Regions from separate parts of the Capsicum annuum genome. Here all the other regions are linked to region 2. The links are chromatin contacts, called in public Hi-C maps. All regions are on one chromosome and are shown on one strand. Each heading gives the region's core, a stretch centred on a gene start, on an enhancer-like site or on the middle of the called end of the contact. The rest is flanking DNA. Distances are from core to core; before and after follow the strand shown.

Evidence for each region. A called contact is a pair of places that touch in the nucleus more often than the background predicts.
Region 1: a Hi-C map of leaf shows a contact between it and region 2, with 2.6 times the contacts expected there. The contact joins the enhancer-like site here to the promoter of LOC107858501 in region 2. A contact is called at or near these places in 2 of 5 Hi-C or Micro-C datasets (leaf and placenta).
Region 3: a contact with region 2 is called in a Hi-C map of bud, with 4 times the contacts expected there. The contact joins the promoter of LOC107858504 here to the promoter of LOC107858501 in region 2. A contact is called at or near these places in 3 of 5 Hi-C or Micro-C datasets (bud, leaf and placenta).

Annotation. Positions count from the first base shown.
Region 1 is chr2:71,462,821-71,465,757 of UCD10Xv1.1, reverse strand. It overlaps LOC107858500 (homeobox-leucine zipper protein ATHB-40), which reads right to left. Exons shown (of 4, transcript XM_047406341.1): 4 at 2,612-2,937. The coding sequence ends at 2,814. Among protein-coding and RNA genes, the nearest start is that of LOC107858500, 20 kb to the right of the region's middle. Within about 2 kb of position 1,482, at least 1 of the 5 cell types and tissues checked has an H3K27ac peak or open chromatin away from gene starts, as enhancers often do. A contact at or near this core is called in leaf, where this site is marked.
Region 2 is chr2:71,052,458-71,055,721 of UCD10Xv1.1, reverse strand. LOC107858501 (G-box-binding factor 1) reads left to right here and starts at 1,316. Exons shown (of 12, transcript XM_016703178.2): 1 at 1,316-1,615.
Region 3 is chr2:70,699,014-70,702,236 of UCD10Xv1.1, reverse strand. It overlaps LOC107858504 (splicing factor U2af large subunit B), which reads right to left and starts at 1,827. Exons shown (of 12, transcript XM_047406333.1): 1 at 1,599-1,827; 2 at 80-360. The coding sequence starts at 1,655.

The DNA of each region.
Region 1 (2,937 bases), core at 233-2,732, 410 kb before region 2:
TAATTATTTTACTAAGACATTCATCTACTCTTTAATGGCTTACCTCTTTGATTATTTAAAGGTTGACTTTTCTATTTAAAGAAGTATATTTTTTTTATGATATTACCACATGAAGCAAAAGAACATCCATAATTATGCAACATAAACATGCTAAAACTTAAGAATAGTGTTGAAAAATAATAGTATTCACATACATTCATCTTGTGATAGTAGGAGGAATTTATTGATTCCTAACGTTAATTTGAAATTGTTGTCTCATATCCCATTGTTTTACTATTATAGATTTATCATTAGCTAATCATACATCGAAAAATCGAACCAAACCGACAAGTACCAAACTAATGATTATTTATTTTATTTGATTTTAGAATTTTAAAAACCGACTTAATTGATCGGTTTGGTTATGATTTTAATCAAGAATCGATCCAAACCAATAGGGCTGTGCAAAATTTAAACCGACCGATAAACCGAACCGATAAAGATGTTATTGGTTTATTGTTATTAGGTTATTGGGTTAACGGTTTTTTAATGGTTTTATTAAAAAATTATTGGGTTATTGGTTTGGTTCGATTTTTTCTTATTGGGTTATTGAATAAACCGATAATCCAATAAGAATATATATATATGACTTATTAGATATGTCTCTTAATTTCTCTTTAATATCTACAAATTAACAAACCTATTATTTCAATTATACAAACTCTTAATTTCTCCTAACAACATTTAATTCAAACTTGAAGATTCTTGTAAATTAAAACACATTATGTAGGATTTTTGTTTGCAACTAAGATTCGATTATTTTTCATGTTAGTTACTACTATTTCTATTTTATGAGATTTTCTTATCGGTTAAACCAAAAATCGAATCGTTAGGGATTAAAAATCGATAAAAAATATCTTATTGGTTTGGTTATTGGTTTAGCATATTTAAAAATCAAAAATCGATATACCAAACCAATAATATGTAAAACCGAACTGAACCGACCGATGCACACTCCTACAAACCAAACCATGAATAAGGCAATAAACCTCTTTCATAATTTGCTAGCGAGGCCTTTTCGTGTCTCAAGCTTTATGCTATGGTAGAAGTTGGTGCAACAAGCAATAGAATCATCCATCACACGTCATTTTACATAATTTACTTTGGACAAGAAGTTTGATGCAAATATATTATGTTATATTATGTATGATTAAGTATGTAGGATGAGAGGCGTGTGAACAGTAAAAAACTAATTGCCAAATTTAATTATCCTTTCTTTTAATATAAAGTTCGATTGATAAAGTATTTTCGATAAGTATAAAAGTATAAAAGAAGGAGACTCCTAGTCCTAAGAATAATAGCATAGGAATTGCCGGTGGAGATGTCAGAGTGGTTTAGCATGCTTACTCATGAGCTTTGTGATATATAGCCGAGGGCGGATCTGCGTGGAGCTCAGGGGTTCACCCAAACTCCCTTGATCGAAATATTACATTATATATACAAGGTCAAATTCTGATTTTATGAGTATATATATTAAATGAACTTCCTAAGAAATGTTGAAAAACTCAGATCAGTGGCTAAGGGCATCCATTTGTTGCCCCGCGTTGCGGTTTTAAATCTCATGCCTTGTAATCATTATAGCAAAGGCTGAAATGAGTTTGGGCTTGGATCTTTGTTCTTCGTCTTTTTCATTATTTTTCTCTTTTATGTCATTTCTTCTTTTTAATTTATTTTTGTTCAAATTCATTAGACACATTCTTTTCATTTTTGTCTTTTATTCTTTTATCTCTATTTTTTTTTTCTACCTAACTCTCTTTTCATGTACTAACTTGAAGAAACTCTTTAAAAATATGATGACTTGTTATTAAACTTGAAATTGAAATACAAAACAATCTCTTGAAATAAAGTAAATTAAATTTAATCGAATGAAGAAATTTTAATTTATAATCGTGAATGTCCTTTTATCAATATCAATTTAAACTTTTATTTTTTTTTATTTCTTGGTACTTATTTCCCATTTTTTTGCAATTCTATTTTAGTACATGAAAACTAAATTAAACTAACTAAACTTACTTGATTTATTCATCATTTGTCTTTTTTTTTCCATTTACTAACCTAAAAAACTGAACTAAAAAATTGGCAAGGCCATTTATTTATCTTTTAAATATTCATTATAACATTAGTAACGCAATCCTTACACACTTAAGAAGAATCTTCGCGATTGTCAAAATAATAAATGATTGAATGGATATTAATTCAAAATTTTAAAAAGTGCAAAATAAAAGAAGAAGAAAAAGCACAAGAGAATTTTAAGAAAGCTCGATGGGGCAATGTTAAACGCGTATGAGAAGGTAAGTTACATTTAGTGAATTGAGATTAATCATTTCCTTTTTCGTCTTGCACCATTTTTTAACTTATAAATTTCAGGTATTTGCTTCTTTTATACTTTGGACCCTCTCGAAAAAAAGCATCACTTGCTGTGCCACCTGGGTCATACAAAGATGACCTTGTGAATCGCATTCATACGTATTCAAAAAAAAAAAAAAAAAAAAATTTAGTAGACGATAAAGTTAAAAATTATTGCAACAAAGTTACATATATTCTATCTTAAAAATTATTGCAACACAGACACTTAACTAGTCAAAGGCCAAAGTTATATATATTCCATCTTGCTAGTTGCTAGCTAGTCAAACACTAATAATAATACACACTAGTAAATAAAAGAGAAAAGATTAATGTACACACACAAATATTACTAGTGATTGGGTCACTACCTACATATACATAGAGAGGGAACTTTTGGGGAGCTTAATTCTAAAAATTAGGGAAAATAATCACATATGATATGGCATGTATAGGTTGTTAACCCATTCCAAACCCTGAGCATACGTATTTGCTGGCCCATAATAAGTGTTTTCAGGCCCATAAAATGCATTATCCAACCCAAACTCCCCAAGA
Region 2 (3,264 bases), core at 67-2,566:
AATTCAGCTTGTCTCCTTACAAGTTTACTTTTTACTTGAATAATTGTATGGAATGGTTGTTCAGCACTTCTTTCCTTTTCTCCTTTTGGTTGGATTTTTATGATTCCTGTTTTTCCGTACTTACGATGAAGAACGAGTCCGCTTATTTGCTATCGGTGACCTTGTCCTAGAAGTTGTTGCTCGATTACACTTATGAAAAACCCCTCTAGGTGTCGAAACTTTGAGAGCTGAACAGTGGTGGCCATGGACTGGTTGGTCGTTTTTTTGACCGCTTGCTTACTTTTGGTCATTTATGTCATTGGGCACATAAACAATATTTATAGACCATGGGAAGATTGAACAAAACAATCATTTTAGACCTTAAAGAGCTAATTCAACCTAGTAGCAACTGAGAGATGAAATATAGAGAGAATAAAAGTCGTTCCCAGAGGGTGGGGTGGTTTATTGATGAAGAGGATATAATTATTGGAGGATTAATGATTAATTAGGAATTAATTAATGTAAAATATAACTAATAAAAGAAAAAGAAGAAAAGAATGAAAAAAATAAAATTTATCAGATTTCTAACATGGTTGATGTGGTGCTGAAGTGGTGGGCGAGTGTAAAGCACCTTCCACTATGTGACTGGTTGATATGCGTCGGGGTGGAATTAAATTCACTTTTCGATAGTATAGGTGTTTATTAGGTTACTTCAATAGTTTAAGTGTATCTTCGACTTTTCGACTATAGTTTAAGGTGGTTTTGATGACTTTTCCCTTTAAACGGAAGTATATCAATTAACAACTCTAAATCGAATTGAGGGTGAATCAGGATCCTTGCCTTCAAAAATTATTATTTGATCACAAAAAATTTAAATATAACTTTAAATTATATTTAATTTTTAAAAATAGCTAAATTTTTATTTTTATTTCTTTTATATTTACTTTTTAATTAATTTTTTCTTAAAAAAAATCTTAAATTTTTTATTTTCACAAAATAATTTATTTAAATTATATTTCATGTTAAAATATTATTTTATTTATTTTTTAAAAAATATATATTAATTCTAAATATTTACTGCAAAAATCATGACAATATTTCAATTTTAAAAAATTCAAATAAAACAAAATATTTTTTGATACCTACTTGTTTTCTTCATACCTCACTTATGAAATTATATCAAATTTAAGAATAAAATATATATAAAATAATAAATTACTTTTTAACTTTTTAAACTAGATAAATAAAATAAATATTTAAGTGGAGGAACAAATCAAAATAAAAAAAAAATAAAATTATTTGACAACAAAGAAAAAAGAGAGTTTAAACACATATTGTTGGCGCCGTCAAAGAAAGTCAAGTGTTTGGAGAAAGAATTGCGTGTTGTTATGGATAATAAGCTTAGGATTAGTGTAAGAATTAGGACTAAGTTAATCCTCAAAGCCTCCTAACCAACCATTAAATTTCGTAAAGAAAGAAATATAGGGAACGTTGTCTTTTTTTTTTTTTTTCCAACCAACATTTAACGACAACCAAAGAAAAGAACAAAGAGGAGAAAAAAGAAAAAAAATAGGATTGTGTATCCGAGTTGGACTCTCGTTGTTCCACCTCACACACAAGACACCCCCCCTTCCAGGTTACTCCTCTCTTTTCTTTTGCTTCCTTATTTCTAGTTAATTTTGAGTTTACCACAAAAACATAATAAACAGCTGAATTATATATTATGGTTTTGTTTATGCTGTATTATTACCATATGTTGTAATTGTATCCTGAAATTTTCAGTATTGAGTTCTCTTTTAAGTTTAGCCGTTTTGTTTGAAGTATGTCCACGTGGTTAAGCTTCTAAGATCGGTTTGAATATTGTAGAATAAATTTGACAGGGCCCAGAAGTTTCTTTGTAGTTGTTGTTGGGAATTTAGTAACTCAATCGACAAGAGGAAACAATTCTCATAGAGAATTTTACTAGCGGAATAATTGCAAATGGTGGAAACCGTTTCTTGCCTGAAATTCAGATTAGTATGTGTAATTGAACTAGGTGGGGGCTTAAGGGAATTAACTTTTCATAACTTCTGTTAGAAAAATATAAAGATAAATGTGTAGCATTTGTTAGACAGCAGGGTGTGTATGCACCAGCTGAGGTACTGGTAGTGGTATGGACTGTGTACACTTTACTCTCCTCGGACTCCACTTTATAGGAATATTTTGAGTATGTTGTTGTTGTTGGTGGTGGTGGTGGTGGTGGTGGTGGTGTGCATGCATCAGTTTTTAACGAGGGATATATTGCTCTAAATCACAAAGTTGAGGGGTATATTTCCCGTTTTCCCTTTTTCCTTTAATATATAGAAACTTGACATGTATGTTTACTTGTCACATGAGAGAGTAATCATTCAATTATAATTGTGCTTTTAAGGAAGAACACATAATTATGTTTGGGATTTATAGTATGTATATAGTATGTATACTGTCAGTGTTTCACACTGCTAGTGTATTTTAACCTAATATAACATAACATCATGATATTAACATGTCTTATATTTCAAGTTATTTATGGTGTTTACCAATTGTCATCGTTTAGGTAACCTAATAGTTATTTTACAGTGTCAGTATAAATAGAAGTTAAACTTAAGTTGCTCGAACTCGACTGCGGGTGTTCGGTATGGGTGCTGGTCTAGAAGTCAGATCTCCTGGAAGGAGATAAAAGGAAAACGAGTGATAGAAATTTCTAAAACGAGTGATAGAAATTTCTATATATAAGGTATTCCATTTTCTTCAATTTCACTTTAGCTTTTGTTTGATTACAAAAATCATTGAATTTGTCCGGAATGTCCCCGTTGATTTTGGTCAAAGTACCCAATCGGTTGACCAGATCGAGTACGGATCTCATATCCACACTCATGTTGTATCGACACAGGTGTTGCACCTAAAGTGAAAAGTCCTAGCAACTTAAAATTATAACTCCTTTTTTTTATAAATTGAATTAAACTCCTTTGTTTGTGCTTGGTTGAAGTATAACCCAATCGTGAAAATCAAGAGGGGAGGGGGTGTATTGAAAATTTCTATGAGTCGACTATTGACTCCTCACAGTCAACTTGCCTGCGGATCAGTACACTTCACAAAACAGATTAGATTTGCAATAAACAAGCAAGTAAATGACTGAATTTAAAGTAAAAACACAAAGATTTATCCTGGTTCGAAACACCAATGTGGTGCCTACTTCCAGTCCCCTTGGGTTTCAACGTTTTCTTAGATCTTTCAATGTTGGCTTCGAGTACAATGATGAGAAAC
Region 3 (3,223 bases), core at 578-3,077, 350 kb after region 2:
CTCATAACAGTAACATGAAGCCAAATTGAAATCACAAAGCAATATAAATGCTAAAATTTAAAAGTGCTATAGCTCTTACTGGTCATAATCTCGAGTTCGATGACGGTCATCATCATCTCTATCTCTGGTCCTCTCCCTCTCCCTTCTGTCACTACGATCCCTGTGATGACTATCACGCTCTTTCTCTCTCTCCCTGTCCTTGTCCTTGTCTTTGTCTCTTTCCCTACCCCGGTACCGGTCTCTGTTTCCATCCCTGTCCCGGTCCCGGTCACGGTCACGGTCACGGTCACGCCCTTTCACCCTGTCCTTTTCCCTGCTTCTTGATGAGTCCCTATCTTTTTCGTACTCACGAGAACTATGCTGGAAGGGTACACAAATTAAAAAGATAAGCAATTGAAGGAAACTAGACGACATATATGAATATAAAACTAAGGATGGAAAAGGAAATACATGTATGTGTGTGTGTGTGTGTGTGTGTGTTGAGATAGACGTAAAAGGAATTATATTGAGGTGAAATCATACTAGTTAAAATTGAACTGTTTTCACATAAACTGCATACGCAGTTAGAAACCTCCACTCTGCTAGTACATTTATGGTTCTTACACGGAAATCATTTCTGTATAATCCAGAATTATACTCAGGGTCGCCCTAAGATAATTTACATATCTTTTTTGAGTAGATAACTGAACTTTTTAGTTTTCGAAATGAAAATATAAAAAAATGTATTTTTATACAAAATCCTTATTTTGTCCTTTATTGTATTATCCTAAATTTTGCAATTAAAAAGGTTTCCGTGGGCGACTATTTACTCTTTCAATTAAAAATGGATAATTTTTCCAATCAAAATACTTACTATCGAGATTACTTTCTATATATAGAGTATTGCCGTTACGTAGATAATTATTGATATGAAGATTGTCGGGCATATCAAAAAGGTTGTGTTGGGTGAATTACAAGAATTTTTGAAGTTCTTATTTACTTGAAAGGGTAATCTAGAAAATGAGTCACTTTTATTTTCATAATTAATCGATTTATATGGATTTATATGATAAAAATCATATCTACAACATTTTTTAAGATTATCGTTTGGGTTTGATAATGAATAGAGTTGAGAATCATTTTCATTTTTTGGTATTTTTCCATATGAATTCAATTTGTTTAAGATTCTATTTTTATTTTGAGCTACACAACTTTGATTAACCATAGTTGGCCATTTTTTTGGCATTAGTCTAGACCATCTAATCTGAGATAAAATCATATTGATAAACAATCTCTTCCCCCCTCCCCCTTTTTGGATAAACAAGTTGCCTTGACTAACCTACCAGCAACCTGCTATGAGAAAATAAGCTTGCGTCCACTAATCTACAATAAAACTAGCCTTTGATTATGTTGTTCTCTAGAAAAGTTGAGGCATTAGTGAGTGTTTGTAGTGGAGATTCAAGCCTGTGATATCTCCAGGGTTTTGCCCACACCTCATCAAGCACTTAGTCATGGAATCTACAGGTTACATAGCTCGATTGATTCATTCAGAAAAAGAAGGCGAAAGCCGACATTCTAGGTATTCAAAAAAGAGAGAGACAGAGAGAGAATTGTAGTACCTTGTAATAATCGGTGTAATTGTTTATGTCTTCTCCGTTGCTTTCATACTCCGCCATGGCTACCGTATGTGATCCTCACTCAAAGATAGCTTTCTGTGATCTTGTTAGCACAAATTGTACTTTGTTTGAGAGTTCAGAGTTCACAACAGAAATATTAGGGCTCCACATTGGTTCCACCCATCTTCTCAATGGGCAAACAGTTGGTTGAAATAAAAAAAAAAAACAAAGGCATACAATTGTGTATTTGGAGAAATGTACTTTTTATTTGTGTAAAATGTAAAATTTTATAATTTTAATTTTAAATTGGATTCTAAGATTTTAGTTAAACATATTATTTGGTGTTCCACTTTTCTTTTCTTTTCTATATAATAGACGCACTGGCTTCGACATGTCTACTTCACCAGTTGCTTCATAATTTTAGTATATCATTCTTAATTAATTATTATAAATTATTTATATATTAAAAAATTAATAATATTTAATTAAAAAAAGAAATAGATATTCATGCCGTTTGTTTCAATTGCTTTAGCCGTGCGTAAAAATCGATTGAAAAAATTACAATGAAACAACAAAAATGATCTGCATAAAAAATCTGCATAGCTTTAATTCTAAAAAGAAAAACTCACAACTCAACAAGATCTAAGCTCTACGATTTAGAGCGATCATGAAATCAAGCCAACTCATATAAATATTGTAAATCTTCACCACTTTTATAAATTAATTTTACACACAACATTATAGTATAATTATCTCAATCTACAGTAGGATAGGCAACGGACCGAAACCGGTATTGTTGGACCAGTTTGACCGGATCCGGAATCGATATCGGAGCTTCCTTTTCGTTTTACGTCGTCGGAACCGGTGTTACCGGAACCGAAATATCAAAATTTTTTCCTTGTTCGGACCGGTCCGCTGACTACCGGTATGGAATCGAATCGGATCGGAGCGACACCGGAATATAATGTACTGCTACAGTGTTTGTTTTAAGTTTTAAATTTTAATTTAAATTATATATATTACTTAATGGCATTAATATATAAGTTTAACTTAACGGCATTAATATGTAAGTTTTATATATAGATTAACTTATATAATTTATATAATTTATTAACTTTTTTTAATAAGTTTAAGTTTTAATATATCTTAAAAAATTTAAAATTTTAACTTAAAAAAATATATGTTAAGTTTAAGTTAATATAATATTTTTAATAAGTTTAAGAAGTTAAAAAATTTTCTAACTTTATAAAGTTTTGTATTAATTTTTTTTTTTCATAATTGCAACAAACAAAAGACAAATTTTAAAATAAAATTAGGCGAATAGCCGTTATATTTATTTAAATTTCATACGTTGTACATTTATTACAAAGATATTAAATGAAAATCCAATCTACGCAGCCACCTTCTAGGAAGGATTCTGTTTGAATTAGATCTCTATTGTAAAATCGTATTAATATCTAAATTATCTATAATATTTTTGGCGTAACTTTTCTATTTCTTCGGCGGATAAATCTTCCGGAATTGGTCTTTTTCCTTGTTCTTCCATTGCTTCCATTCCGTCATCACTATTTTCCTCTAAAATTTCATCTATTTCGTCTTCAATATGGGGCGGTAATTTGGGAAGCCCA